2 separate regions of the Mus musculus genome follow, and region 2 is linked to region 1. The links are chromatin contacts, called in public Hi-C maps. All regions are on one chromosome and are shown on one strand. The core of a region is the stretch at or near the end of the contact, and the rest is flanking DNA. Distances in the headings are between cores, read along the strand shown. Region 1 has its middle 100 kb from the start of Gm36561. Region 2 overlaps Kcnk2 (potassium channel, subfamily K, member 2).

Region 1 (5,370 bases), core at 221-2,720:
TATGAGGTGGGAGGCCTGGCTCTAGGACACGTCAGTTTTGAGGAGCCTATGAGTCAGCCACGTGAATTGCTAGGCTGGCAGTCTGGAGTCATAAACAATACGTGGTAATAAGGAGTTTCAAATGCCCCCGCGCTTCCATTCTAAGATAGCTAGCTTTTATCCACGTTTTCTCCCATTATTAATCCACAAGTAAACTCACTTAAAATCTAATTTACTCTTAGTGGAACATCTTCAATCTTAATCATGCAGAATTCAGCTCCCTCAGTCGGCCCTCACAGGTATTATGACCCATCCATAGTATCTCCAGATGCAAGACTCACTGCTAGCAACGGATTTAGAACTCTCTGCTTTAGAGGCATAATGAATGTACGCATATTGGTTATTGTTGCGTTGCTGAGGCAAAGGGGTATAAAGATATTCTTAGGTGCAGTCTCCTGACTTCACCTTCCGTTTCTCATAAATATGAAAAATTCTTATAAATAAAATCAAGGAAGGGATGGCTTCATTCCCAAGTCCTTGTGTGTGAAGCTAAACGGTACCTTCAGATCATTTCTCTATCCTGCCTTGAAAATGGAAGCAGTTCCCTGCCAGAATCAGGTTTTATGTGGCCGAGTTTCCAGGGTTGTTTTGGACAGTTTCTCCTCTTCCTAAGGACCAATAATTCCATCTCAAGTCCGGGTAATGCTGGCCACCAGCCATTCTCTTTCTCCTGTAGATTTTAATTTCCGTTGTGATTTCCTAATTGATAGTTGTGTCAAAACAATCCATGGGCTGATATAGCCCACAAATTTTGCTCTCACCATGTATTTAAAATCACGCATTTCTTCAAAATGTGTAGAAGACATGGTGGTTTATAGCTCACTAATGCGTACCTAACTAAACAGATACTGTGAGTGGCAGCCAATGGGAGGGGTGGGGGGCAGAGCCAAGGTTCAAAGGGCTGCTTAGTTCAAGTCCTGCTGAGGCCAGCTGTTCAGTTCTGAGTAGAAGCAGGAGGTAGATGTATTTTGGTCTGTGTAGCTGGTTCAGAAGCGACATTGGACTTTGAAAATTCCAATTTCATTTCTCATCTAGTTAGAAAAAAACAAGCCATTGGGACACTAACAGTTCATCACATCTCATGAAGTATTAGGGCCAGAATATTCTGTTTGTTTCCCAGACAGAAATAGTGAGCTACAGTCAGGCTAAGTTGCGTGTGTTTTTAAATAGAAATACATATATATTTTTCTCCTCAGATAATATAGCCCTACTCTGTTATGGCTTTTGAACCTTTGTTTTTGATTCTCCAGAGATGATTTCTAAAAACAGATTTGTTTTTTTTTAAAGGATGTTTTGTTTGAAGACACAGAGACGATTCTCTTCTCCCATGTGCTGACATTCCAATGATGTGATTTCAGCCCTGTCTGCTGTTTACGGACCACTTGTTGACATATTTTCTAGGTTGAGATAGTCATTTTCTGAACCAAAATAGAATTATTGCATATACTTATGTGTGTAAGCAACATTTTGGAGTCCTTTGCAAAGGGCTATTTTTAAAGGTCCTGCAAACACATTTAAAAGGTAATCAGGTAGAACCTTCAGAGGCTACTGAGGGGCATGAAGGCCAGATCAGGATAACAGGGATGGACGATATAGTGAATGCTTAGAGCCAGGAAAAACTGAATGCCTTTCCAGTAGACACATCGACTTCTAAACTGTGGGACTGGGAAAAATCTCTCATCTTCAGACAACTACTAAAACCCTCTGAGATCTTAAAAACAAACCAGGAAAATCAAACCCACTAGTGCCTGTCCTCCATGATAGTCCAATCCAATCAAAGTAGAGGTGGAAGATGGACAGATGTGAGGGCATGGGGGGGGGGGGCTTTTGTGTTTCATTGGCGATTCAGATGAGCTGCCAGGGATGAGGGCTACCAGATCGGAGCAATAAATGAGGAGAAAAATGTCCGGGCTTGGGATGAAAGAGCAACCTCCCTCCTCAGACTGGAGGACAGAGTGAGCCTTCCACGGAAAACACAGAATTCCTTTCTGAATTTTACAGGATCTATCATTTTTCTCCACCATGCCGTAAAGACTGACAGTTGTTAGTGTCTGAACGGGAGCCCTGGGGTTGAGAGGGGACACTGGATTCTTCATCACTCGATACAGAGACCCTGCCTTCTCATTCCCTCACAGGATCGTACCCCCGTTTCTAGCACGTTCTACCTTTAACCGTTTCCCTATAAAGGCAACAGCTTCATCCTGCCAATCTTCATAAAGGACCTCATCTACAAGCGACCTTGTGTCCAGCCAGCTGCAGTCGTGCCTGAATGTCCACTCGTTTATAAACCCTCCATGGAGAGGTTCCTAGCTGGAACCAGGCACTGTGTAGACCTTCCAGCCACAGCAGTGAAGACAGAAGGCAAGAGTCAGTACTTTGCCATCACATTGTAGTTATTTGTTTAGCAATCTGATTGACACCCTGAAAACTTTTAAACGGATTTGGATAGTTTGTAACTTCCTTGAAACAAACAAACAAACAACCAAACCAAACCAAAAACAGCAACGACCAAAAGCCTTCCCTCAGCAACTATTTCTGAGAGTTTGGTGTGGCTTTTGTTTTTAAAATCTAAAAACTTTAAACTTTGGCATTTGATCAAGATTTGTCCCCTGGGTGAGGCCCCAACAGGACTGACTCTCAGGCCTCCCCTTATTAACACTGGAAGTTTGGGTCTGTGGGTCAGGTTGGGACCCTTCACAGTGACTAATGCCATTTTTACTCTCCAGAGGTCCCTTTCAGAATGAATGGATCCCCTGAAGAGGATTTTTTCATTACCCTGTGACTTTACAGCAAACCACAAGCAAGAACATGTAAACAGCCCAAAGGCTTTTGTTTTCAATTCACAGAACTACTGCAGTTAAAAATGAGCAGGGACCTCCTAACGAAGCAGCAGCGTGTGTGCATTTTAGTTCCAGAAGGGGAGAGGTGTTAGAACGACATGGTGAAGGTTAAGCATCAGAGACGGAATGAGGACGAGAAAGCTGGTCTTGCTAACAGAGCAGCAGACACTTTGGTGCAAGAGAGCCAGGCACAGGGTACTCTAAGACTGGACAGAACAGTGCCGCAAGCAGGGCAGGGACCCAGATTGATAGCAAGGATGAAGTACGCCCCACCCTGCTCCATCCTATGAATGCGAAGCCACTGCTACATACAGGGGCAAGGAAGAGAAAGAAATGGAGAGAGAAAGTGAGATTAGGAGGGAAAGAGGATCCACTTCTGTATTTGCCAGGCACTGGCAAAGCCTCACAGGAGACAGCTATATCAGGGTCCTTTCAGCAAAATCTTGCTGGCATCTGCAATAGTGTCTGGGTTTGGTGGCTGATTAGTGGATGCTCACAGTCAGCTATTGGATGGATCACAGGGCCCCCAATGGAGGAGCTAGGGAAAATACCCAAGAGCTGAAGGGGACTGCAACCCTATAGGTGGAACAACAATATGAACTAACCAGTACCCCAGAACTCGTATCTCTAGCTGCATATGTAGTAGAAGATGGCCTAGTCGGCCATCATTGGGAAGAAAGGCCCCTTGGTCTAGCAAACTTTATATGCCCCAGTACAGGGGAACGCCAGGGCCAAGAAGTGGGAGTGAGTGGGTAGGGGAGCAGGGAGGGGGGGGTATAGGGGACTTTTGTGATAGCATTTGAAATGTAAATGAAGAAAATATCCAATTAAAAAAAAGAAGAAAAAAAGGGAGGGAAAGAGGGCGGTAGACATGGCCAGAGAACAGAAATAAAACGTAAAAGAAACAGAAGAAGCCTGGTCTTTATACCCTGATGAGACTTCCATTTGATAAATTCAGCTTTAAAAGGTGAATGGTGTGGGCAGTTCATTCATATTCAGGCTGAGACATACGTACCCCATTTGTCAAGCTGTAGCTTAAGGACAGATCAAGGCAGGCAAACCTACAGACAGTTTAGCAATCTGGAACACTACTTAGCTTGACCTATGCACACAACCGGTCTCTAACAATGCATCTAGGGCCTCCAGATCCATCAGGCTGCATGCTCACCTGCTTTAAGTGATAAAAATAAATTACCCCCCCCCCTGCCCCCACATCCCTTGACAATGCACATGATTCAGATATACCCAAGGATATCCTGAAACCAAGCCCATTCAGTCTAGGCTGGCTGGGATACATGAACAGATGCATCATGGGTAAGCATCTACAGAGAGGTAAATGCTTATGTAATCCAGGCCTGTCATCACTCAAAACAGAGAACCATCCAAACTATACCCCTAGTAACCAAACTCGTTCTCTCCAACGCCATAAAAGTGAGTCCCAGAAAATGATCGGGGTCCTTGAGTACTTTCATGCACGTGGCCTGTTGTCATTCTTGACTCTGTATCCTGTATCAGACCAGCGTTATTGCTTTTAATAAAGTCTCCCTGCTAGAGGCCCTTGGTCCTGCGAAGGTTCTATGCTCCAGTATAGGGGAATGCCAGGGCCAGGAAGCAGAAGTAGGTGGATTGGGGAGGGGGAAGAGGATAGGGGATTTTTGGAGGGGAAACTAGGAAAGGGGATAACATTTGAAATGTAAATAAAGAAAATATCTAATAAAAAAAGTTAAAAATGAAAAAAAATTAAAGTCTCCCTGCTACTTTGTAACTTGTGTGAGTATGTTTCAATCCACTGAATTACATGCCAAGAACCTGGAAACACTTGGGCCAGACCCCCAGCTCCTGAACAATCACTTACTGTTGTTTTCCCATGTAGCACAGTTCTACTCCATCTGCAGCAGAAAACCCGGGGGAGACACAGTGTGTGCTGATCATCCTGAGAACGGGTGGCCTGAAAGATGGCATCATGCGGAGTAGAAGAGATGATTTCTCTTGGTTAGCACTCTGGTCAGTTTTCTGCCTAAGTCAAGTAGAGGCAGTTAACAATCTCTGTAGTTAACGGGTTTATGAAGAATAAGGACATTGCTTCTAAAATCAGCTCAATAAAGAATATTGTTTTGTTCTCCTTTTTTGTCCAATATATTTTAACCATATTCTTTCCCTACCCCAGCTTCTTTCAAACTCCCACTATCTCTCTGCCTACCTAACTTCATGATTTTGTCCTCTCAACACCATTCCCCAAACCAAAATAACTCCAAAATGAAAATTAAAATAACCTGATAAGGTAAAAATACTAAACCAAAATTTGCTTTGTTCTTTATATTCTCTCTCAAAACTATCTGCCAGTCTTCCTACAGGAGAAATGGTGGGAAAAGGAGAAACGCCTAACGTTGCATGGATTGCCAAGAAACAAGACAGGCAAAAATAGGTAAGGAGCCTCCCAAAGTCCAGTGTTGTTGTACTTGTTCTGAGTCCATACACACAAAATCTAACC
Region 2 (5,522 bases), core at 887-3,386, 81 kb after region 1:
AGGCAGGCAAAATACCTGTACATATAAAATAAATATTTTAAAAATTTCAAAACACCAAAATATGATGTTTGCTAGAACATTAATTTTTTTTCTGTCTGAAATTCTGATACCTTATAGCCTTCTGGGAAATTATAATGAGTCACCACACATTAAGTTGGTTTTATTTTGTTGGATTTTACTTTTAAAAACCTTATAGCAGCTTAAACCAGTGATTCTCAACCTTCATAATGCTGTGACCCTTTAATACACTTCCTCATGTTGTGATGACCCCAGATGATAAAATTATTTTTGTTGCTACATCATGACTATAATGTTGCCACTTTTATGATTCATAATATAAATATCTGATATGTGACCTCAGTGAGAGGGTCATTCTATCCCCCAAAGGGGTCACAACCCACAGGTTGGGCATGCTGGCTTCTATAGCACTTCCTCTCCCTTTGACATAGCAGTGTTCTTCACATAATGACCAAACAGAGAGCACACGGTGGTCCTGAGTGGTCACCATGGGTTTCCTCAGCCTGGGCATTTCCTGAAAGGCCTTCTCTTGGATCCCACATGTTTCAAGCTTTTCTCTAACTCTCATAATCTCTGACTGACAACAGCAAAGGCAGTAAGTGGGTAGCGCACAGTGCCTTCCTCATAGACCATGGGCTAACCAACCTCTGTCACTAAACCATCCCTCTGGCCTAAACTTACCTGATCCCATAGTTGCAAATGTCATCGCTGCCTGGTCTGCTGCAGTTTCAATTCTGCACTGTCATGGCTGTGTGGGAACAGTTCAGATTGGTACTCCCCTATCTACTCTGTGTTCCTTTCTATTTATTTTCCCCTAACTTGCCTTTGTGCCTCTGGGTTTGGGGGTCTCTCTCTCTCTCTCTCTCTCTCTCTCTCTCTCTCTCTCTTTCTCTCCCCCCCCCCGCCCCTGCCCCCAGGTAACCATGTCTTTCCGTTTGTCAATGATCTCAACGATCATACGTCCATACTTCCTGATGTCTCTTTTATCCATATCTCTAGGTCAGGTCACCCCTGAACCCACAGTATCTAACTGACTGCTCTGAGGGCATCTCACTCGGATGACCCGAGGGCACCGCAAGCCCCAGGTTTCCCTGATGATACTGCTGAACTTCTGAAGCCTGGCATTTGAAGCTTCACGCCATCCCAGTACCTGCAGCCACTGAGCTGCCCAAGTCAGACAACATCATCACCCATTCCTCGTCCTCGCACCCGGTCTCACATCTGTTCCTGCAGAGCCACCCTTCCCTTTCACCTCCTTCCCAGCCCTCCACCCTACTGTGCTGTCTCACCCAAACCACCCTGAATCCCCTAGCATCCCCTTGTTTCTCAAACACAGCCTCCATGCCGCAACCATAACCTTCTGTACTATTCCATCACATCCGAGGAGCTCACGCAATCTGAGGCTTGCCTATCCCTCCAGACTCAAGTCTAAACTCAAGTCCCCAGCTCTGCCTGCAGGAGCTCGCTGTAGATTTCTTTCAGCTCCTTGAGCAGTCTATGCTTGCTTGCCAATCTCTCCGTCCAGACAATAATGTTTCCCCGTTCCTCTGGGATAGTTTCTGCTGGCAGGGAACTAAACGTCCTCACCAAGCCGTTCCCCTAGAATCCATTTTGATCATCTGTTTGTTCCTGGGCCACTGTGTACAGTCCGTCCTTCCCTCACAACACTCTCGGTACAACTTGTTACAATTGTTGCTTTAATTTGCTTGTCTGGCTTCATGGCAGGAGGCAGGTTTTGACTGCTGGGTCCTGTTGGGTATTTCCAGCTCTGGGAAGAGTGCATGCATTGAGAATGTAGCCAGTGCCAGCTGGACCAATCAGGTGAACATATGGCAAGCCAGTCTTCAAGATTCCTTATACATAATCAGGTCAAAGGGAGTCTGTTTCCTCATCTGATAAGACATCTTGTTCCTCCTGACAGGGAGAGGCAGCTTTCAAGAAGCACTCATGCCTAGCCTGGTCTGCATAGGTAAGGCTCAGCATGTTTCCTCAAAACTTGTTTCCGAGTTTCCAGCCGCCAGAATGCCCGGCCTGCATAGTCTCCTCTAACCATACCCCTTCTCGCTCTCTTCATAGCTCTGACTGCCTTGCATGACCACACCTTGTAAGCAATCCCAGACTCTGGCCTTCCCCATCTGTGCTGGCTAGCGATTGTCCTGCCAGGGCTTTTCCAGAGAGGGAGAGCCATGCTGAGTGTGAATGGAACCATCCTTCCTATCATGGTAGGGGTCTTGGAGACAGACTAAATAAAAGGTAAAAGGATAAAGCCAGATGGGCTCCAGCACACATCTCTCTGTGCCTCCTGATTGTAGGAGCAATGTAGAACCACCTCACAGCTGCACAACTGTGCCTTCCCCCACCAAACGGATCAAAGAAAAATCCATCCCTCCTTCAGTTGTCACTTATCAGGCATGTTGCCCCATCAGTGATAAAAGTGACTAGCATAGTGTCCTCATGGGATTCATCTCTTTAGAAACCAAACATCTCCCTTGGTAGCTAGGGGTCTTTGTTTAGACTCTAAGGCCTTTCGGGACAGCAAAGCATGATGCTCACAGAGTCCTGGGTGGCTTGCCTCTGCAGCAATGGTCCAGAGCTTATGACTTCTGGTTCTTTCTGTTATCCCAAACAACGAGAGCAAGACCCTTTGAACTGCAACAATGCATCTTAAAACAAGCACTTGCAATAGTTTTATCATTTGGGGTGGGGGGGTAACTTTCCTAAACTGTCTGATTGACTGACTGCTCAAAGAAGGACACCTCTTTGGGATGTTTACAATTTAGAAATCCTAAAGGACGATTGCCAGTGTTCATGTGAGTATTTATCACTCCTCTGGTTCCCATCACAGATGAGGCAGTCTCCGTGAGAGCCTAATCTACAGCCTTCTGTCTCCTTCAGCCTTCTGTCCCCCCAAACACTCTATAAGGCAACATCTACAATTGTGCTTCGGAAAACAGTAACTCAGAGAACTGCGCTCATTCCCCGCCTTGATGGAGATGTGCCAGAAATATGAGCATCGCTGAACTAGTGAGACGCTGCCAACTGCCGCCCAACACAGACATCCCCCTGCGGGAACACCAGGACCTCTGTCCTAAGGTTGATATTTGCATTCTGAGTCCGTGTACACTGGCACAGCCCAAAGACAAGGCAACCTAGAAACCCCGGGCTCCTATTCATTTGCTCATCAGAACCAATTTTAACAGTTTCAAAAATATTCATATCCTGTGACAAAAAGCCAGTAATTTACAGAATCATATTCTGATCAAGAGTTTCCGGCAAAGAGAAAAAAAACTAAATGTGTAAGATGTCATATTGTAAACACAGTAGCAGTAAAACCTGTAAGATGCAACTGTGTTTTGAGAAGTCTGTCGCCTGTAGAAACCATTTTCTACTACCATGATGGGGTTAAGCTTTAGGTAGAATTGTTTCATAACTAAATATTACCATATATAATAATGAATGCTATCATATGTATATGACATGGTAACTGGATTCTAACCATTGGGCACCTATTAATACACTAAGTGTTGGGATTTATGTTGCTCTTTGGGAGATGTAAACATTTTGGTGTAGTGTTTTGTTCTCTCCTATCATCCCTTGGTGACAGCATCTGTCGGATGAAATATACTGCAGAGCCAGCTGCGAACAAAGCCTGGAAGCAGGGTTCTGGGATGGTTTTCATTGGCTCAGTACGGTCTTAAGCTTCAGAAGTAGACGTCATCGTCCCTGAGAATCTATCCAACCTGGATATTAATGCACACAAATATGGCTTGGTGGAATCTTTAATTTTTAATATTATAAAGTAAATAAAAAATAACTGAATCTGTTTGAGTCCAGATTTTTGAACTGTAACTCAGCTAAGTTTACTAACATGCAATTTATTATCCTTCCACTCCATGCAGTGAAAGAGTTCCTTCCTTGTCCAGACTTTTGTGGCTGTCTAAATGGGCCTACTTCTCAAAGGCTCATCAGTCTGCATTGGGAGGCAGGAAGCCCAGCACAGTTTCACGGAACTTTCCAGTCTTGGAAATGATTTTCAAATTAAACTTCTGAGAAGTGTGATCTTTTTAAGTGCTTGTATAAAGAGATTATTTTCTTCTAAATAAACTCTTCAAAGTGCCAGCTGCATAGTCCCCAAGAGTACAGAATCTGTGTCTGAGAGTCCATCTTTGAGAGGTACAAAGTTGAGTCTGTTTCTGAGAGGTGGCGGTGGGTCTATGCTTTCTCGTCTAACTGTACAACCATGTGTCTAGGAAAAAGGAAAATTTCCCACCCCGGCCTTTGACTTTCCCTTCCTTCTGCTTCTCCATTGCTGGGCAGGGACGTGCTCATGGGAAGCAATTGCTCTGACATAGCCATACCCCTCATTTTTAGTAAGATAATCTTTTCCAGGGTAAATTTAATAGAAAATACCTATCCTACAAAGCAATAGTCATGGTCTTCTGACAAGCATGGCCTACCAGCATCACACTGTTGGACCTCGGCCCAGGTGGCATCACATAAACTCTCCAGCATTAAGTAGTACTGGCTCATGAGTCCTGGTTTTAAACGATTTAGCAACAGTCACCAAGAAACTAGACATCACTCCATTTTAGCCCTGCTCTAGTTCTTCTATATTAACTTGGAAAATTCATCAAGTTTAGAATAGTTCCCCCCAAAACTGTACACTTACCTTGACTATATAACAATTGAGTGATTCGGAGCCAACTTCACATTATATTAACAGTGGGTACCTTCATTTTGTCCACTAAACCCCAGAACATGCCCAAACTTTATCCCCACTCAACCATGTCACCACATCCTCTGTGCTTCCCCCACAGACTTCCCCAACCATCTGCCACCTTTTAGATTCTACCATCTTTTGGGTTCCATGAGGAGGGAAATCCAAAATTGCCAATATTCCAAACTGGCCCTTTCCTAAAGATGAGCCTTCCTGCGCTCATACCATGTCCAAGGCCATGTCCTTCTCTCCATCCCTCTGTGCTCTCTCTGCATCCTGCCTTTTCACCTCCTCTCCTTCCTCATTCCCCTTCTTTCTTTTATTTCCCCCCAGTCTTCTAACATTCACCCCAGACATCTTTTCCCTACACAGTGTTCTCTGCATTACCTAAATTTTATCCTAACTGGTTTTGCTTTTGCTTCTCAAATGATATTTTTGAGTAGCAACCAGCACATCAGGTCAGACAGTCCCTCTCCTGGACCATCCATGGATGAGCAGTTTCTCCCTGTGATTCTCAAGTCTATTCAGGTACCAGCACCTATTTCAATACTGGGCAATACTTCTAGGCATTCTCCCTGTTTCTGTAGCTTTAGCCCTTGATGCTGGTACAGATGTGATAACACAACACAAAGCTTCTTCTCTTAGAAAAGTTCTCAAGCCCAACACTTAGGCCTTGTTGAGGAACATGAAGGAAACTTTGTTCATTATCAGGAATAAGTTCCTCAGGCCTTCCCAGAATTCCCCTGTTCCTTTAGATGGTGAGATCATAAAATAATGTACTTTTCTC

Evidence for each region. Hi-C and Micro-C count contacts between places; a contact is called where the count stands out from the background.
Region 2: a Hi-C map of cerebellar granule neurons shows a contact between it and region 1, with 2.0 times the contacts expected there. The contact joins two enhancer-like sites. A contact is called at or near these places in 7 of 484 Hi-C or Micro-C datasets (cerebellar granule neurons, embryonic fibroblasts, embryonic retina and 2 more) and 1 of 9 other capture datasets (embryonic stem cells).

What each region holds. Positions count from the first base shown.
Region 1 is chr1:189,136,256-189,141,625 of GRCm38.p6, forward strand. No RefSeq gene overlaps it. Among named protein-coding and RNA genes, the nearest start is that of Gm36561, 100 kb to the left of the region's middle. Within about 2 kb of position 1,471, at least 5 of the 459 cell types and tissues checked have an H3K27ac peak or open chromatin away from gene starts, as enhancers often do. A contact at or near this core is called in cerebellar granule neurons, where this site is marked.
Region 2 is chr1:189,216,230-189,221,751 of GRCm38.p6, forward strand. All of the region lies in intron 6 of Kcnk2 (potassium channel, subfamily K, member 2), which reads right to left. Among named protein-coding and RNA genes, the nearest start is that of A430027H14Rik, 120 kb to the right of the region's middle. Within about 2 kb of position 2,137, at least 29 of the 459 cell types and tissues checked have an H3K27ac peak or open chromatin away from gene starts, as enhancers often do. A contact at or near this core is called in cerebellar granule neurons, where this site is marked.